2 separate regions of the Sus scrofa genome follow, and region 1 is linked to region 2. Evidence: chromatin contacts called from public Hi-C data. All regions are on one chromosome and are shown on one strand. Each heading gives the region's core, a stretch centred on a gene start, on an enhancer-like site or on the middle of the called end of the contact. The rest is flanking DNA. Distances are from core to core; before and after follow the strand shown. Region 1 overlaps FAM69A (protein FAM69A). Region 2 has its middle 31 kb from the start of FAM69A.

The links. A called contact is a pair of places that touch in the nucleus more often than the background predicts.
Region 1: a contact with region 2 is called in a Hi-C map of brain, with 7 times the contacts expected there. The contact joins two enhancer-like sites. A contact is called at or near these places in 2 of 5 promoter capture datasets (fetal liver and fetal skeletal muscle), 34 of 47 Hi-C or Micro-C datasets (adipocytes, adipose tissue, alveolar macrophages and 17 more) and 2 of 2 datasets of contacts at active chromatin or transcription factors (alveolar macrophages and skeletal muscle).

Annotation. Positions count from the first base shown.
Region 1 is chr4:124,338,067-124,342,783 of Sscrofa11.1, forward strand. All of the region lies in intron 2 of FAM69A (protein FAM69A), which reads left to right. Among named protein-coding and RNA genes, the nearest start is that of RPL5, 27 kb to the right of the region's middle. Within about 2 kb of position 3,390, at least 9 of the 83 cell types and tissues checked have an H3K27ac peak or open chromatin away from gene starts, as enhancers often do. A contact at or near this core is called in brain, where this site is marked.
Region 2 is chr4:124,195,759-124,200,432 of Sscrofa11.1, forward strand. No RefSeq gene overlaps it. Among named protein-coding and RNA genes, the nearest start is that of FAM69A, 31 kb to the right of the region's middle. Within about 2 kb of position 2,188, at least 14 of the 83 cell types and tissues checked have an H3K27ac peak or open chromatin away from gene starts, as enhancers often do. A contact at or near this core is called in brain, where this site is marked.

The DNA.
Region 1 (4,717 bases), core at 2,140-4,639, 140 kb after region 2:
CTACCTAACATATTACCTTCCTTTTTTTTTAAATTTTTTGGTGAGAACAATTAAGTTCTATTAGCAATTTCAACTGAACAATACAATGTGGAGTTCCTGTCGTGGCTCAGTGGTTAATGAATCCCAATCGGAACCATGAGGTTGCAGGTTCGATCCCTTGGGTTGAGGATCCGGCGTTGCCGTGAGCCGTGGTGTAGGTCGCAGACACGACTCAGATCCTGTTGCTGTGGCTGTGGTGTAGGCGGGCGGCTACAGCTCCAATTCCACCCCTAGCCTGGGGACCTCCATATGCCTGGGGTGCGCCCTAGAAAAGCAAAAACAAAAAAACAAAAAAATGATACAATGTTACAACTGCAGTTAGTCCCTAGACCCTTAGGCCTTACCCTCTTATCACGGAAAGCTGGTGCCCTTTACTCTCTTCTCCTTATTTTCCCCACCTCCCAGTCCCTGTTTCTGTGCCTTTTTTGGGGGGGTTGTTTTTTTCAGATTCCACTTGGGAGTGATACCGTACAGCCGTTTCTCTCTGGCCTGTTCCACTGAGCATAGTGTCCTCCAGCCTCATCCGTTATGTCCCAAATGACAGGCCGAATAACCTTTCATTGCGACCCTAGACCACATCTTCTTTATCCACTCATCCGTCCACAGACACTTAGGCTGTTTCCGTAGCCCTGGTGAGGAAGGCTGCAGTGAACACGAGGGGCAGCTGTCACTTTGAGAGAATGACTTTTTTCCCTTCGGATATGTACCCAGATGTGAGGTGGCTGGATCACACGGTGGTTCTATTTTTAATTTCTTAAGGAACTGCCATCCTGTTTTCCGAAGTGCATCAGAACCACTTTCAGGCGTACAGTTCTGTGGCGTTGAGCACATTCCCATTGCTTTGTAGCCGGTCTCCATGACTTTTTTGTCTTGCAAAACTGAAACTCTGTACCCCTTAGACATCCTTCCATTTTCTCTCCCCCAAGCCGCTAGCAACCACCATTCTACTTGTGTTTCTATGACTTCGACGACTCCTTAGACCGCAGTTAAGTGGAATCACACAGTATAGCTATACTTGAACCGTGTGGGTTTTTTTCACCAAATATCACATGGTCCGCAGTTGGTTGACTCCACGGACGCAGAGCCATGGGTGCAGAAGGCTGACTGTAATGTTATACATGCAGATTTGCTACTTGGGAAGGGGTCAGCGCCCCTCATCCCTGTGTTGTTCAAGGATCAGCTGTATTTGTCTGTTTATGACTGGCTCGTTTCACTTAGCATAGTATCCTATAGCATGTGTCACACTCTCCTTCCTTTTTAGGGCCGAGTAATATTCCATTGCATGTATATACTACATGGTTTTTTTATTATTATTATTCTTTTTTTTCTTTGTCTTTTTGCTATTTCTTGGGCCGCTCCCACGGCATATGGAGGTTCCCAGGCTAGGGGTCGAATCGAAGCTGAGAGCCGCTGGCCTACGCCAGAGCCACAGCAACTCAGGATCCGAGCCATGTCTGCAACCTACACCGCAGCTCACGGCAACGCAGGATCGTTAACCCACTGAGCAAGGCCAGGGATCGAACCCGAAACCTCATGGTTCCTAGTTGGATTCGTTAACCACTGCGCCACGACGGGAACTCCTTTTTTTTTATTATTATTATTCATTCATCCATCCATGGACTCTTGGGCTGATTCCACCTTTTGGGTAGGAAATTGTTTTAAACTGATCTAATCCAGTTTGGTCATGCACACTTCCTTAGATTAATTTTGAAAAATAATGGTCACCACAGAAAGTGTTTAAAATAACCTTATTGCTAGGTTCAATCATGAAAATGATTTCTGCTATACATATAGGCATTTATTCACTACATATTTATTTATAAGCAGTCACAAAACATTTCATATAATCAGTCTGTAAACTCATTAAAGCTGGCTTTTTAGGTGTTCTATCAACTTGAATGAAGGATTGCAGAGGCAGGCTCCTGTTACTGTTATAATTAACATCAGGCAACTAGAAATACTAAACCATTTCCATTCTCAAAATATAGTCTCTCTGAGCAGCAGCACTAGTATCATCTGGAAAGTTGCTACAAGTGCAAGTTGTCAGCCTCACCTCAAACCTCATGATGTGGAAAGTCTGAGAGTGGGTTCCAGCTGTCGGTGTTGTCAGGCCTCCAGGGGCACAGACACTCCCTCCAACTTGAGAACCTCTGCTGGAAGATGAGCAGCTCGGAGTCCCTCCCTGAAGATAAAGGTTATGGCTTCAGCTGGTTCTGATACCGTCTTTGTGAATGAGCAGGAATATCTCGTATTTCAGCCAATCCCCATTTCTTATTTCACCACCGCTCCTTCCTTTCTGAGATCATCATGCTATTTAACTAGCCACAGATTTCACTAGTCAAATCCTAGTTTGCTAATTAACAAAATCTCAGAAATGGACCAGTCTTTATCAAGATATGGGTAACCGAAGCACTTCAAGCAGCTGCCTGTGAAGCATGGGTTTCCTGACTGCGTCATGAGAACCCCAAGCACCTGTGCATCCCTGCTTAGCCTATTAGAGGCACCTAGGCTGTGAACACACAGACACACACACATCACGCTGTGTGTGCCGAAGTTCTGAAGTAAATTACAGACATGATAACAGAAGGGAAGGAAAGCAGAGAGGGTTCGTGTGCGCACGCGCGCAGATAAGAAAAGAGACTGAGTGGGTTGCGCACTGTTACTGGCTGAGAGAAGTTAGGAAAGAGAGTGAGAGGTTGACGGTCAGAGTGCGGAGAATGGTGACGTGGATTTAAAATAGCTGATATAGAGAATGGGCAAGCGTGCTAATTAGAGTAGAGACTTGGAGAATTTTCAGGAATTAAGAACTCAACTGTGGTGCGTTTTCCTAAGTAAGAAGAAATTGATAAGACTGTCTTTAGAACATGAAGCTTAGAAAATTATTTCAAACCTAGTACTATACATCTGCTCATCGCTGTCACCCATTGTGGTACAGTTTCCATAGTTCATGAAACGCCTTCAGCGTGGATGGGTTTTGTAAAATTTAGCTGAAGAGCGCCATCTTCTGGTCCTGTGAGGTATGTGCAAGCAAAGGGGGTAATACAGTAGAATCACGGCAGTAGTAAAATCTTTGTCGTTTTCTGCTGCCTATTGTAAACTTGAATATTCTTTATAGACTCTGTGCCCTAGTTAGAAAATCAGATTGCTGATGGGGATTATAGTTTGTGTGTGCGGCCATGCCTGAAAAAAAGACAAAACAAAAAACAAGACAGCATGTGGCCAACCATCCTTTTCATAGAAGCATGTGGGAAATTTACTTTTGGTTTGTGATGGAAGCTACAAGTTGAAGAGCCTGTTCTTGTGACTACCTCTTTGATGCAGGCTTGGCTTGGAGCCTTTGCTCAAAACAAGACTGTGATTCTTGTAGCTGAATGCCAGACTTGTCTTCACTGTTTCACTGTTTACTAATAAGATACGGGTTTGTCCTTTTTTTTTTTTCTTTAATGTTTTAAATATTATGGAAGAGCCTTCATTTTATCCTCCATGATGTTTTAGAATCAAAACCTCTATGATCTTCAGGGTGATTCTTTCATAGACATTTATTAGACACTTAAAGACCAAGCTCTAGAGGGAAGGGCAGGTGCAGAGACGACTGGGACCACGTCTGTGCCTTCACATCATCTCACTTTGTACAACAAAAGATAACGTGAATGCAAATGATGTTAGATTTAGAAACGCAGGGAAAGAAGGGAGGAGAATATAGGCTCAGGTGGGACTTCCTCTTGTAGCTCAGCGAGTTATGAACCCAACTGGTATCCATGAGGATGTGGCTCAATCCCTGGCCTTGCTCAGTGGGTTAAGGATCCGGTGTTGCCGTGGCTGTGGTGTAGGCCAGCAGCTGCAGCTCCAATTCAGCCCCTAGCCTGGGAGCTTCCATGTGCCCGCAGGTGCGACCCTAAAAAAGCAAAAAAAAAAAAAGAGAGAGAGAAAGAGCATATAGGCTCAGAAAAGAAATAATACAGCTTTCAGGATTATTCATTGGAAGATGGGTGTTGTAGAAAAGGGCACTGTTTAAATCCGGACCTGAGGCAGAGCTAAAGATCAGGCCAGTTGCAGCGGGGAGCTCTGTTCTTGCTATTGCAGGAGTTGTTCATAGCGGCGTGCCCTGTTTCTAGATAAAAACCCAGGAGGCACTGCATTCATCCGTCCATCCCACAACTGCTTTTTATATATCTTCGATGATATGCAAGTCCCAAGGGAACAAAAATGAAAGTCCTGGCATCCTTTGGAGCTGCTTGTTCAGAGGGAACGTGTGACCAGAGTCCCGTGGCAGGAGCACTGGGGACAGGCATCCGACCCCTCCACTGTCAAACCTGCTGTGCCTGTTGCTCTCCAAAATAAGTCATCCCGGCTCTTTTACTTCAGCGGTTAAAAGCACAGGCTCAGGGGCAGACTGTCTGGGCTCCAGGGGCATCACTAACCTGCTCTGCAAGTTTCTTAACCCCTTTGTGGCCTTTCTTGCCTCAGTTCCTTTAACAATGATATGGAAATAATAATACCTCTTTCATAGGGAGGTTGCAAGGATCAAAGAGAAATACATGAAAAGTTCTTAGAAGAATGTTGACCTAGATAACAGGATGACAAACACCTGTCTGCCTACCATCTGTGTAACAGACTTTAACCTTTTGCCATATTTGCTTCATTTTTTTATTGGCTGAGCCTACAGCATACAAAGGTT
Region 2 (4,674 bases), core at 938-3,437:
TGGGCGAAGTCACCAGACATCGAGTGACTGTGCACACAAATGACTGATTTTAACTGGGATGTGTGCCGCAAAAGAGAAGAATGGGGGATCTTGGTCTGCTCGGAGGGGCGGAAGCGCGTCCAGGCAAGGTTTCTTTGAGCGAATGGCATTCACGCTGAGACTGGAAGGGTGAGGGAAGAAGGAAAGGAACAGAAAACTTCTAGAACAGGACATACAAGTGGGAAAGCTTCGAGGCCAGAAGCGCACAGCTCACTCTAGGAACTAAAAGGAGGCCCATGTGAACAGGAGGAGCCACTGGGTAAGATGAAGCTGGCAAGGTCAGTGGGAATCAGATATTATAGGGCCTTTGAAGCCTTGTGTGCCTTGTAAGACTGTTGACTTTTAGCCTAAGAGCACTAGGAAACCACAGAGGGATATTAAGCCTGAGGGGAACGTTACTTGTATTTATTAAACGTGATCTATCCGGCCATCATCTTCATGATCCGATGCATAGTTTACAAAAGGTACTTTGATTGCAATATGGGAGATGGATCAGAGGGAGGAAGGGCAAGTGCAGAGCCCTAGTGGGTGAGATTCAGAGGCTGACAGTGGGAGGTGGCGGTGGTGTGCCCTACGGAGGTGGCAGTGGGCATAGAGGGAGAAGGATGAGGTAACGACTGGCAGGTTGGGGAGCAGGGATATGGAAGAGGCTGAGATGAGCACTGCACAAGAGACATTGGCAAATGGGGTTCATCGGAGGGTTGGGACGTTGTCTTAGAGTCAGTCCCTCCTTCTCACCCCAGAGTATCTTAGAGTGTCCTTAGAGGACTGTGATAGAACTTGCAGGATAACCAGCAGAAAATAGATGTTGTACTAAGAATACTTCCAAGTGAGCTTATTGATGAAGAGTTGCTTATAAAATATGGGCAGGGTGCAGGGGAACCACAAGAATAACCTCAGGCCCCAACTAGATGGGACGAGAGGAGAGAGAAGTAACCAGAACGCAGAAGGTCACTTTAACCTGTACTCTTTGGTCAAGGAATTCACAGGGAAGAAGCCAGGGGAGTAGAAATTTCCCGTCGCACTTTTCTTTCTCCCATGAGTCCACTGCCTGGGACCCCCATCGGTAAACCCCAGCCAGGAGCCAGGGGGCTTGGAAACTGTGGTGTGTTTAAGTCAGCCTCCAGGTGTGAGTGCGGGTGAAGGGCAGAGAGTGGACAAACAGAAGTCCCTGCTGGAGCTCAGCCAATCACATTAACAGTTCAGATTCTCACCTCTTAGCCCGCATAGGGATAGGATTCCAAGCATTTTCATTTAATTTAATTTTTTCTGTGCCCTTGGCATTCGGAAGTTCCTGGGCCAAGGATCAAACCTGTGCCACAGCAGGGACCCAAACCTCTGCAGGGACAAAGCCAGATCCTTAACCCACTGTGCCACAAGAGACCTCCTCAAGCATTTTAATTGAGAAATAAAAATAGAAGAAGGAAAATGTTCTCTACTGTTGGAGGAAGTCCCTCCACCCCTTCCTCCCTGCTACTCAGGATATTTAGTTGTAAATTCTGATAAAAATAACCTTTTGAAATCTGAAGCTTTTGCCAAGCTTATAGCAAGATCTTCTAAGATACAGAGAAGACTTTTGCAGTGAAGTTCAAAGACGTTTGCATTTGCAGTGAAGTTCAAAGACATTTATTTGCATCCTGCACAAGTGACGGTTGTTTTCTGCAACCTAGGCAACTCCTTGGAGCTTGAATGCATCAGAACCAGAAGATCTGGCCAGATAAAATTATTTTGCCGCATCATGAATCTGAGCTACGGAAGCTTTCTGCCTTTGTTTTCCCTATTACCCAAGTTACAGCAGATTTGTTTTTCTAAGCACATTGTCTTTTTAAAATCCATGACAAGTCGTGGAAAATTCATCATGCTTGCTCAGAATTCAGCTGGTCAGCACATTTTTCCATCTACAACCTAGTAAAACAGGTTAGCCAGGTATCTTATTTCTTTGCCTTCTAAAATGTTATGATCCTGGAACAGGCTTTCCATATTTTTCTTACTGGCTCTGGTTTCTACGGCAAGTTAACAGTGATTATTTGTGGTCTGACAGTTCCCTTGGCGTTACACCAAAAACAGGAGCAAGAAAGCACATTCTTAGTCAGGGAGGTTTAGCGTCGAAGCCAGATATTCAGCTGTGAATCCACATTCCCTTCCCTTCTGTACCCCTTCTCTCCTTTGAGTGAAAATATCATCTGGCAGTTTCTTTGGTTTCCCAGCTTCAGACAGCTACTGGAGCCCAGCAATTCCCCAAAATGTCACAGCATTTTCAAGTCTGTATAAATGTCGATCTGATTTCTTAAGTAGAATACTCGTCTCCAAGTTAAAAGAAATGAAGTGTTTTTCCTCTCTGCTTTAGAAAGCTGGTTTTTCAAAGATTGGGGCAGAACTGCCGCCTGAGCTTAGTAATGCGGACGAGTCAAGAGCAAGAGTGTGAGGGGTGCACAAAGACAGTGGAAGCTGTCCTTTCCCGCTCTTCTCTTCCGGCTCTGCCCCTGCCACCGCCGCCCCACCTACAAAAGTCCTCTCTGAAAAAGAAGTGAGGATGGGGTAGGAAAAGCTGTATGAAGAATTTGGGAAAGCTTGGCTGCCGAACGCTTTAACTGTCAACATTCAGTAACTACAAAAATGTTTCAATTAAAAACCTTAGACCCCAAAGGCAACTTAATTTTGCCTTTTTGTTTTAAAAGAGAACAGAAAATTCTATTTAATGAAAATACGATTGAACTAAAAAAATCCAGTTCTAAAGTATAATTGTTTAAAGGCGAGAAATGATAGAAAAAACAGGAGAATGAAGAGATGGAGGGAAAAAGAGAAATGACCTTAACGACTGTCAAATTCCTGAGAAGCACAGGTTTAATATGTTCATATTAGTGCTAAATTTTTTTTTTTTTTTTTTGTCTTTTTGTTGTTGCTATTTCTTGGGCCGCTCCTGCGGCATATGGAGGTTCCCAGGCTAGGGGTCCAATCGGAGCTGTAGCCACCGGCCTACGCCGGAGCCACAGCAACGCGGGATCCGAGCCGCGTCTGCAACCTACACCACAGCTCACGGCAACGCCGGATCCCTAACCCACTGAGCAAGGGCAGGGACCGAACCCGCAACCTCATGGTTCCTAGTCGGATTCGTTAACCACTGCGCCACGACGGGAACTCCTAGTGCTAAATATTTAATACCATTCTTTTCTGCATTAAAAATTTTAATTTATAACTTAAATATAACATTTTTCACAATTTTGAGCATTTTATGAAATGTTTTGTTTTCATTTTTAATTAAAATTACATATTTTAGTGTAACATGATGATTTGCTATAGATTTATATAATGAAATTATAACTACCGTCAAGCTAGTTAATATATCATCTCCCAACACTCACCATTTTTAAAGTGATGAATACCTGAAATCTATCTCTCAGCATATTTCTAGTGTTCAATAGAGTATTATTAAGAATAATCAGAGTTCCCTTTGTGGCTCAGCGGTAATGAACTCAACTACTATTCGCGAGAACTCCGGATTTGATCCCTGGCCTCGCTCAGTGGGTTAAGGATCTGGTGTTGCAGTGGGCTGTGGTGTAGGTCATAGACGTGGCTCGGATCTGGCGTTGCTACGGCTGTGGTGTAGGCTGGGAGCTGTAGCTTCAACTCAACCCCTAGCCTGGGAACTTCCATATGCCATGGGTGTGGCCCTAAAAAGACAAAAAATAAAAATAAATAAAAAATAAAATAATAATTATCATGGAGTTCCCTGGTGGCCTAGTGGTAAAGGATTCCTTGTTGTCACTGCAGTGGCTTGGGTTTGATTCCTGGCCTGGGAACAAACACAGGCCACGGACGTGGCTAAAAACCAGAATAGTCATCATGCCTGTTCATGGCATCTCTAGATTTCTTCACACCACATATTTTCTCCTTTTTTTTTAGATTCCACATATAAAGGAGATCAAACAGTATTTGTTTTTCTTTGTCTGGCTTATTTCATTAGCATGATGTCTTCCAGGTTTCTCCTGATAGGACTCATTCTCTGCCCACACGCTCCTGTGCGGCCAAATCCATCTCCACACTCCCAGAGCCTGCCCAGTGTCCAACCCGACCTCTGAAATCCACATCTCCCTAACTTCAGCTGGCCTGGTTTATGCTTTATAATACCTTGCTTTGCTCTGGCCTTTAATTTGTGTGGGCATCTGGATAAAACATTTATTGCTGACTCACTGCCTTGTTTATGAAGTGATCCTTATCTTTTTCTGAGCAATAGCTCAGGCCTTAAAATTAGGCCGATCTGAGTTTGGATCCCATGCTGCTAACTTACCAGCTGTGTGATTTTGCTTCAATTAATTGACTACTCTGGGCTTAAATTTTCTGTCAGATGTGGGCCATGGGGGTCAATATGAGGATTACTTGAGACTTCATATGTTAAACAAGTAACATGAAAGGTGGCAGATAGATATATATTTTTCATTTCCTTCTTTCCAAAACATCCAATAGGGGAACACGTGAAGGGAAGAAGCTATGGGTTTATGGGTTTTATATTTTTCCAAGAAGAGAAGTGAGATTCTTTGGGCTTATGAGCAATAGAAAAACTAAAGTTCCTGGCAACAGATGAGTCTCCTAACGTCTCAGTCTCAAGATTAAGAGTCCCAAGAACAGTGACGTCTG